Linked DNA regions of Oryctolagus cuniculus: region 1 is linked to region 2. The links are chromatin contacts, called in public Hi-C maps. All regions are on one chromosome and are shown on one strand. The core of a region is the stretch at or near the end of the contact, and the rest is flanking DNA. Distances in the headings are between cores, read along the strand shown.

Evidence for each region. Hi-C and Micro-C count contacts between places; a contact is called where the count stands out from the background.
Region 1: a Hi-C map of an unstated tissue shows a contact between it and region 2, with 7 times the contacts expected there. The contact joins two enhancer-like sites. A contact is called at or near these places in 5 of 6 Hi-C or Micro-C datasets (ear pinna, embryonic fibroblasts, liver and 2 more).

What each region holds. Positions count from the first base shown.
Region 1 is chr12:22,927,756-22,931,968 of mOryCun1.1, forward strand. No RefSeq gene overlaps it. Among named protein-coding and RNA genes, the nearest start is that of DDHD1, 330 kb to the right of the region's middle. Within about 2 kb of position 1,851, at least 1 of the 8 cell types and tissues checked has an H3K27ac peak or open chromatin away from gene starts, as enhancers often do.
Region 2 is chr12:22,103,979-22,108,837 of mOryCun1.1, forward strand. No RefSeq gene overlaps it. Among named protein-coding and RNA genes, the nearest start is that of CDKN3, 44 kb to the left of the region's middle. Within about 2 kb of position 2,278, at least 1 of the 8 cell types and tissues checked has an H3K27ac peak or open chromatin away from gene starts, as enhancers often do.

The sequences.
Region 1 (4,213 bases), core at 601-3,100, 820 kb after region 2:
GTGCCTCTGATTTAGAAAGATAGATAGCCAGGACACACTGAGTGATTAGGAACAGGCCTTGGGAACCTACTTCTCAATTTTGCTCATCCCCATTTCTATTGTATGTACCAAAGTTGTCTTCAGTGACTAACTCCGAATCAACAGATCTCATGCAAGTGACTTCATTTCTAGACCAACAGAAACTAGGAAGATGGTACAAAGAATTCTATGATCCTAAAGATAGGATCTATAGAAACACAAAAGGATATTTAATTAACTTTTTCTTTTCTTTCTGTATAGTTCCCCTTCTCCCCTCTTACTATTCCCTGTCATCCTTTTCTGTCATTCTTTTCTGTGATCAGTTGGGTTACCACCCAAACCCACAGTGACATCTGCTGGCCAATAATGAATGACCTTGCCCGGCCCATAGTTAGCAACCAAGTCCATTGAAACCAACATAAATGCTACAGCATTCTTTCAGACTTAGACAGTAAGGGGAAAAAAAATGAGTGACCATTGCATAGGACAGCTTAGGAGGGGAGAACTGTGCAACAAACTCTGCCTGAATCATTACAAATATAAAATGTAAGGATTGTGCATGTTTTTTATCTCATAAAAAGAACCAAAAGTAAGTCTTGTGCTATGAACCAATTATTAATCCTTAAGAAAATAATTATGTTCATCACACATGACAAGCCACTTCTTACATTTTTTATCAACTACACTTACATTATAAAAGATTTTATGCAGCATTTACGTAATAAAGTCCTCTACCTACCCCTACACGTAGACACAAATACAAGGGAGTGTGTAATGTATTACACAAATATTTGCTTCCTTTAAAAATATTGATTAGACCTTTACAATTTTAAGACATCCTTTCCTGTAATTTCTCAAGGTCTTACCAATTCTTGGTTAAGTTTCTGTACTAAGGAATATTTCGTATTTTGTTAATCCTAGGTATTTATACATTGGTTATTTTGGCTGGGTACATTTTTTGAGAATGTTTGCTTTGTTTCAAGCAAATCCTTTTCTGACTTGAAAGTACAAATTCTAGTAAAAACAAAGACAACATGGATATTTTTTAACATTAGTACATTTTCTTAAAATATTTACACTTCTCATTTGAAGGTTAAATCCTAGGAAAAATTCTCTATACACATGTTCATATTTGAAACAGGAGGTTATCCCCAAGGACTTGTAGCAGCAAATGTGTATTGGACAAAAATGTTGGCCTTCTTCGCCTTTACTCTGTGTTCTCAAAGCCAGAACTTCATTTTAGCATGACCTTAGAAGAATAGTGATACTTTTAGCATTTCCTGGTATTTGGTGGAAGGAATGTTTTTATTTGACTGCAGATGTCACTTGGTTTACAGGAAGGATTTGGTAACGCATTCATGCCAGTACTGCACTTACCCCAGATTTCTTGCTATGTAGGAAGAACACATGTCAAAGCTCACTGTTTGTTAAATGGAAAAGATTCAGTACACCAGAAGCTTCTATTATAAACATTGTGACTTTGTGCAATTTACAAAATGTTCTATCTCCATTAAACAATAAACCCTTGACCCCAGAGCTCAGTTTCGGGATTCTGTGATTTGAGAAGGCAGACATAATGGATGGCAATAATAAATGAAAAGTTCAAGAGGTTAAGAAAAACTGTTTAATTATTTCTCTAGAGCGTGGGCTGTAGAAGTCTCGCATGTCTGCCTTCTTCCTCATGGCAACACTGCATGGCAGGGATCTGTCTGTGCAGCCCAGGCACAGCCTGAAAGCAGGTTACTAGCCTTCAGCTGTGTTTATGAACAAATGGTCTCTAGATGCCCTTCCATCTCTGAACCTTTGCAGTTCCTGCCAGGGGAGATCCGGTGCCAGTCCCAGGGCTCAGCATCTGTTTTGCAAAGAGCTTCGATTTGTTAGCATGAGAAATTCATTGCTCATAGTTGCTTCCCAGCTGTGGCACGAGTGAGTGTAGCCTTTCTGCATTATTTATTTGTAGCAAACCACGTCCTGTCCCCTCTTGGAGGTTCTCTTATATAACTACCCTTGGATGCAGGCTGCTGGGTTCTCGATCCCAAGCCCATGAAACAGCCTTGTTAGCTAAAAAACTCCCCCGATCAGATGCCTCCTTCTCTTAACTTCACAAGGTCAAGGTGTCCACATGAGGCTGTTCCCAAGGCACCATATTCTCTGAACCAGATGACCAAGAAATAGGCCACGACTATGCACTTGAACCATGGTTGGACAACCACCTGAGGGCAAGCCCTCAGTGGGGCTTTGGAGGTCAGAGGGAAAGCCTTCCCAGAGGAGAATGACTGGGCCACATCCGTTAGGAAATCCTCCCAGGGTCCATATAGCGTTCAGAGGGGAGCCAGCAAAGAATGCTTTGTAGGTCTAGGCCCGGGGTTTTCAGGCTAACAGACAGGCCTCCCTGTTGTTGCCAGATGAGTGTGAATTCTTCAGCGCTTCCTATCCCTCAGCTCATCCCAAAAACTTTTACAGCAAATTGCTCTCTGTCTTACTCCATCTACACTTGCAGAAACCAGATCAGAGGCAGCTGGTCTGATGAACCTTGGCTTCCGAACTCTAGAGAAAATGTGTTGTGAAGACTGTGACATGGGAAAGGAAAAGAACTTGACTTTGCTTTAATTTAGACACTGAGGGCTTTTTCATTGTAATCTGAAAAAAAAAAAAAAAAACACAAAGCAGGGAAACTGTAACTTCAGTGGAAGAACTAAAGTATTTTTTTTTCAGTCAGTCTCTTAATGTGGAAGACACTGTTATCAGCATGCTCTATGAAAGAAAGGAAACTGATTTATTTTTCCAGTGAGTGGACTGTAGAAGGCGAGGTGGGCAGAACAATTAATAAGAACCAGACTTTCGAGTCTGAAAGATCTAGATTCCACCATTACCACTGGGTAGTCTTGGGAAAGTTGTTTAATTTCTCTAAGTGCCAGTTTTCTATTTTGCGATATAAGGATAATAGTTCCAGCCTGAGACTGTTGCAAGATGAGATGACACAGCACACCTAAGAAGACACTGAGCATAGAATCCGTCACTCTGCAGTCATTGCCGGCAATAGTCATCCTAAGCCATTAGCTGTGAGTTTAAAGACCTTGAATTTAAAGCCAGTCTTGAGATTCTGTGTGACTTCAAATAAATTTCTTCCCTGACCTCATCCTTTGGTTCAGAATTTCCTGTTAGGTATCACTGGGATGAATGGTAGCTTTCTAATCTGTATGAGATTGAAATGAAATCACCATTTTGATGGGGAAAATCTATGTCCTAAACAAGTGTCTTTATTCCATTCTTATATAGCACCTGCTTACAAACCCCATGGCTTCTGCACAAACTCAGATACATGAGAGAAAGGCACCCGCATGAACACTCTGGGCCCAGACCACCCATCTGATCCCCAGGAAGAGAAAAATCCAACTGAGCCACAAGTCGGGGATGGGCTGCAGTAAAATTTCTCAGCCACCATGCCCCACCAGGCCACAATGGCCACTGGTATGATTCAACCCAAGAAGACAGGGAAGCTCAGGAATGAGTCCAGTGATTCCCAAAGCAAAAAACTTAGGAGGACGTAAAAAAACTCAAAAGTTGGGCACAGCATTATGGAATGGCAAGTAAGGCTGCTGCCCGAAACACTAGCATTCCCGATGGGCAGCAGTTCATGTCCCAGCTGCTCCTCTTACGATCCAGCTCCCTGCCGATGGCCTGGGAAAAGCAGCAGAAGATGGCCCAACTACTTGTGTCCCTGCCACACCCTCCTGGGTTTCGCCTGGCCTAGGGAATGAACCAGTAGATGGAAGATTGAATCAGCAGATAGAAGAAACGAAAACATACATCATATTTCAATGTAAGACATTAACATAAAAATTAATATATTAGCCCCCATGATGAGAAAAATATAGTTTTAAGCAAAGACTTGTGAGGTTCAGAAAGTATGGGTTGGGAATAAGTTTAGGTTGTGTTGTATCAGAAGAGAACCAACCCTGGTTGAGCCAAACGTGCTAGGAGGCCTCATAGAAAAAGCCCTTAAACATCCATAGCCCCCAGGAAGCCTTGACCCCATCCTGGCTTTGTACAAAGCCTGCCCTCTCTGCCTGGGAGATAATCTGAGAAGTAAGCTCCATATTGCTCTGGGTTCATTCAAAGCAATTTGTTACTTTTAGACTCAAAGAAAACAACCACTTATCAAAGAGCTCTAGAGATTTCTTGAACCCAGATC
Region 2 (4,859 bases), core at 1,028-3,527:
GATTTTGAACTTCATAGTTGATGTTGCATTCTGGGTATTCTAGTCATAGCCTTTCTATATCACACTGCTTTGGTCCAATCTCAAGATGGCAAGGCCCAATAGTCTAGCAGCCCAGAGCTGGGCTTTAGTTATGGGAATAAATTCAACTTTGAAATATCTACATGCTGGGGCAGCCATTGTGGCACAGCGGGTTAATACCCTGGCATAAAGCGCCAGCATCCAATATGGGCACCGGTTCAAGACCCAGCTGCTCCACTTCCGATTCAGCTCTCTGCTATGGCCTGGGAAAGCAGCAGAAGATGGCCCAAGTCCTTGGGCCCCTGCATCCATGTGAGAGACCTGGAAGAAGCTCCTGGCTCCTGGCTTTGGATTGGCGCAGCTCCGGCCATTGTGGGCAATTGTGGAGTGAACCATTGGATGGAAGACCTCTCTCTCTCTGTCTCTACTTCTCTCTGTGTAACTTTGACTTTCAAATAAATAAATAAATCTTTAAGAAAAAAAGAAATATCTACATGCTAAAGAAAATATTAACATGGACCAATCAAATGTGCAAATGATTATATAACAATTTTTAAATTGTAAGTTCAAATTTCTCTTATAAATTTTTATAGGAATTTCTGAAGATAATAATATTTAAGGATTAGGATCTCTTCTGCTACCTCTGCTAGGGATACTGGTATGTAAAGCCACAACATGACACCTCAAGATTAGAAAGGTTGGGTTTTCAATACTACGAGAGGGTAGTTACGTGAAGTGGTCCTTATAGTCCCGTGTGATCACATCTGAAAGTTGTTCTTTCCATTCAGGTTGGACAGTCGCTGTCTATGGAAGAGATTATAGGTGTTCTCCTTAGGCAAAGGCTAGAGAAAAATGATGAATTTTCCCTTCTTGACCCATTTCCTCTGATATTTTGGAGAGTGTGCATTGCTGGGCTAATAGGCGATACTGTTTAAGAAGCAGCAGCAATTTATAGTTCAGCTGAAGCAAGTTCTTGTAATAATGACAGGCGCGGTTCAGCCGTAACCCCTGGGGATGTGTGCAACACGGTGAACAATACCCTCTCGGTGACGTGTTTGAATTATGAATCCAGTGGCGGGCTCTCTCAGTGCTGTCCAGCATGGCTTTGGTGTGAGCTGATGGAGCATTTTGTACCTGGGATTCCGAACTTTTATGAAGGCCAATACCCTGAAACTCATTCAAGCCATAAATTCACTTGTCTTTGAGTTTACAAGGCAATAAACAGCAAAGGCCTTTGACCTCAACATTTACTGAATACATTTGCAGTAGTTGTGTTTATTGACAACTATTTATAGGGAAGCATTGGGTACTGAATTTCCTAAGGTGCAAGGGAGAACAAATTTGGGGGTCTTTTTCCAAACTAAATAAACAAACAAACAAAGAAATTCTGAGTTTAATGTTTGCCTCATTTTGACAGATTTTCAGTTTGCAAGTTCAGGTTTGAGTCTGTACACAAATCGTGTTTTGGGGATTTCTTTCCTTGTGATAAAACCTTAGATTGGATAAGGCCCGAAAGGATGAATAATGAGAGGAATAGCACTGGGAGACGTGCCCACCTGTCCCAGTCACTGGGCACTCAGCACTGTAGAAGTCAGACGGAGGAGGATGTGAGGGCAGCGGGAGTCTTTGCCCAGGGGTTCACTGCCTGTCATGAGGAAATCCCTTCCCTTCTGTGTGAGCAGCCAGTTATAAGGGACACAAATACTGTGTCTCCCTTAGACGTTGGGAGAATTTACCAACGCCACATCCATTGTGTATTTTGAATTTATTGGATTAAGACCATGAAAGTAAAAGGCAGTGGGGGGCGGGGCAGGTGCTTAATTACTGAAATAATTACTGTGATGTTACAGATGGGGAAACCCAGCACCAGGTCAGGCATTCTGTTGCAGATACAGGGTGAGCCAGTGGTGAGAGCTGGACCTGCAGAGCTACTGCAGGGGCCTGGGAACAGGGCACGGAGCAGCCATACTTGGAAGGGTCCCTTTCCCTCAGGGAGGTTCCCCCAGGCCGAGGTTTCTCTGTGGGCTTCGTGGGCACATGAGGGAACCCCTTCTGGTGATGCTATCTGTGCACGGTTGAAATAGAACTGCCTTGCTGACGGTGCTGGGGCTCATTCCCGGGAGGACGAGACGTGCTGGCCGCTAGCGTCACATCTGGCAGAGGCAGGAGTACTGCGGGAGGAGTTAGGAGAATCCATCCCGCCCCGATTCCATGGCAACGCTGACACCACACTCTCAGGAGGTGACTTCTGCAGAAACTGGGTCTGGCCCAGCTGGCTTAAAACACTTCAGCTCACAAAAATTCTCTGCATGCTTTCTTCTCACAGAGGGCGCAAGCGGCAAACAAAGGAAGCGAGTGCTGTTTGGCCCCGCGGGCACGCTGTGTCCTTGGTCCCACTCCACTGAGGCTGGGCTGTATCTTTGCCCATTGACCTGAATCTGGGCTTGCTTATGTGTCTGTTTTAACAGACGGTGACAGAAAAAGGGTATTTCCTTTGCTTGTTGTGTGTAAGTGTGGGATCTTACTTGGTTGGTTTAGCTTCACAGATCTGGTGTGGGATGTCAGTGGTTAACCATTTGAGTTAGCTCTGCCTTGAGGAGATCACTCCATTGCACAGGCTACCTTCTTCCAAATAGCATTGAGAGAGCGTTGGTGACTCGGGACAGGTCCCTGGCTAACACCAAGGAAGTGATTCCTAGAGTAGGCATGACTGTTGGACAGCCAGCTGGGGAGGTTAAGGGATGATAATTAGAATCCTATGTGATAGGATTAGATTATGTGATAGAGTTAAGAATTTTGCATTATCCTACACTTGTTAGATATTTCTTTGTGGTCAAATTTGGTGCAGCATTTCACTATGGCCAAGTCACACTGAAATTCATCTCACCTCCATTGGGTCACTTCGTACCTTCCTCTGGCCTGTAGCTGAAGACAGCGCTTCATGTGAAGTCAGGGTGTTGTGCAATGAGGTTGGTTGGGCAGAGCAAGTAGCTGCTTTCGAAGGTTATCATGTGTTATGCCTTTTTCCAGTTCAAGAGCATATCTTGTTTTAAACAACGTTTTGAAAGGCAGCCAAAGAAAAGGTTGGCTCGGATCTGCCCTTACCAGTCCTGTTTATGGGATACAGTGTTCCACGCCTTGGCGGAAGGTGATAAAGCAAAGCTGGCTTGGGGAGGTGTGTAGAAATGTGTTCGTGTGTTTGAATTCCATGTCCAAGAGTCAGCCCACAGGGAAAGAATTAAGTAGGAAAACACGGCGGTAGGAAGGTTGATTGCTATCTTACATTTGGTTACAGGTACTGAGGTTAAGGGTGAAGTCCTTTTAACTAGTTGTTAGTGAAGAGTAGAGTAGACAAAGCTAGCCGAATGACTTCTTTGATGGGTCGTAGTAGAGGCAAGAATATGAAAATGGCACGAGGAAGACAGCGGGGACTTCTATTTTCTTGCCAATTTCACTCTGAGCAAATATGCAGGCAAACAATAAGGTTTTCTTTGCAAGCCGCTTTCTCCAGGGAGGCAGGAGTATTATGACCCAGCTGCTCTCACTTGAGCTTCGGGACACTCACCTGCATAAACGGGAAGCTTCACCCCCTGGAACAACTAGAAACTTCCCAGAAAGCGGAGCACTGAGCCTTGTGTTGGAGACAAACAGAAAAACACAGCCCATGGAAAGCCGTTTGTTAGGTGTCGAAGGGAAATGCCCTCGGCCAAGCTCGGCGGGCAGGAGATAGGACCCGCGATCGGAAGGCGAGAAGGAGGCGATAAGGCTGTGATGAAAGCAGCCTCCGTCCCCGGAATGGGTTTCAAGGTGAAGTGAGGAGGGCCAGGATGTCTCTGAGACAATCGCGTCGTGCTGCTCAACCCTGGCGCACACTGCGGAGTCGGGTCTAAATGGCTCTGTTTGAGCAACGCAGCGTGTGCAAGTGTGGAATCTACTGAATTGTGCTTAGGTGCAGAATAAAGTCCATTTAATTTAAATTTAATTGAATGGGAAGAGGTCTTCCTGAGCAGGCTGTGCCATTGTGTGATGGGTTAGAGATGAAAATCGGGGAGTTTCAAATTGTGCCCGAGGCGGTGGCGTGCGCCAGCGTGGTCACCTCTTGCGGCCTCTGCGTCCCTTCTAATTCTGCCCGCGGAGCGCACAGGTGTGCAAGATCGCGTGCTGGGCATGCAGACAGAGCCACAGTGTATTTCAAGGTGTCCTGAAGCTGGTTTTCAGCCGATCTGAGCCTCGTGATCCTCCCAGGGGAAGTGTTCAGGTGTCCACATGTGGAAGCCGAACATTGCTGCTGCGTGAGGGAGAGTCAGAGGCGGACTACCTTAGCCTTCCTTCTTGTTCCACATTCATCTCAGGGGCTGATTCCAGATGTGCACGACCCCAAGGCTGAGTTTTCAGAGGTGACAGGTGGTGTGTTTACCTCTACATAAAAAAAAGGTCAGATTGTGTTATAGATCGCAGGGCACACGCACGTCTGACTGTCCCCGGGGAGGGCCTGATGGATGACGGTTTGGCTGCATGCAGTCTGGCCCAGGAGCTGGAGCGGGACGCGCTGTCATTCTCAATGACTGCGGTAGAGGGCGCAGCGTGAAAGCAAAGTGTTGCTTAGAGGCCGTGAAAGCGAGCCCTTGGCGTGCCCCGGGGTCAGTCCTCTCGGTGCTGGCTGGCTCTTGATGCTGTGACTCTGCAGCCGCGGTATTTGGTGAGCTCTGTTTTTAGGAACACTTAATTAGTTTGACCTGCCCTGCTGCTTCTTCCACGAAGCGAAGCGTTCCAGGGACAGAGAGAGCTTGAGGCTGATGCCTCTCAAACTTGAGAAATACACAGTAATCTTTTAAAGGGAC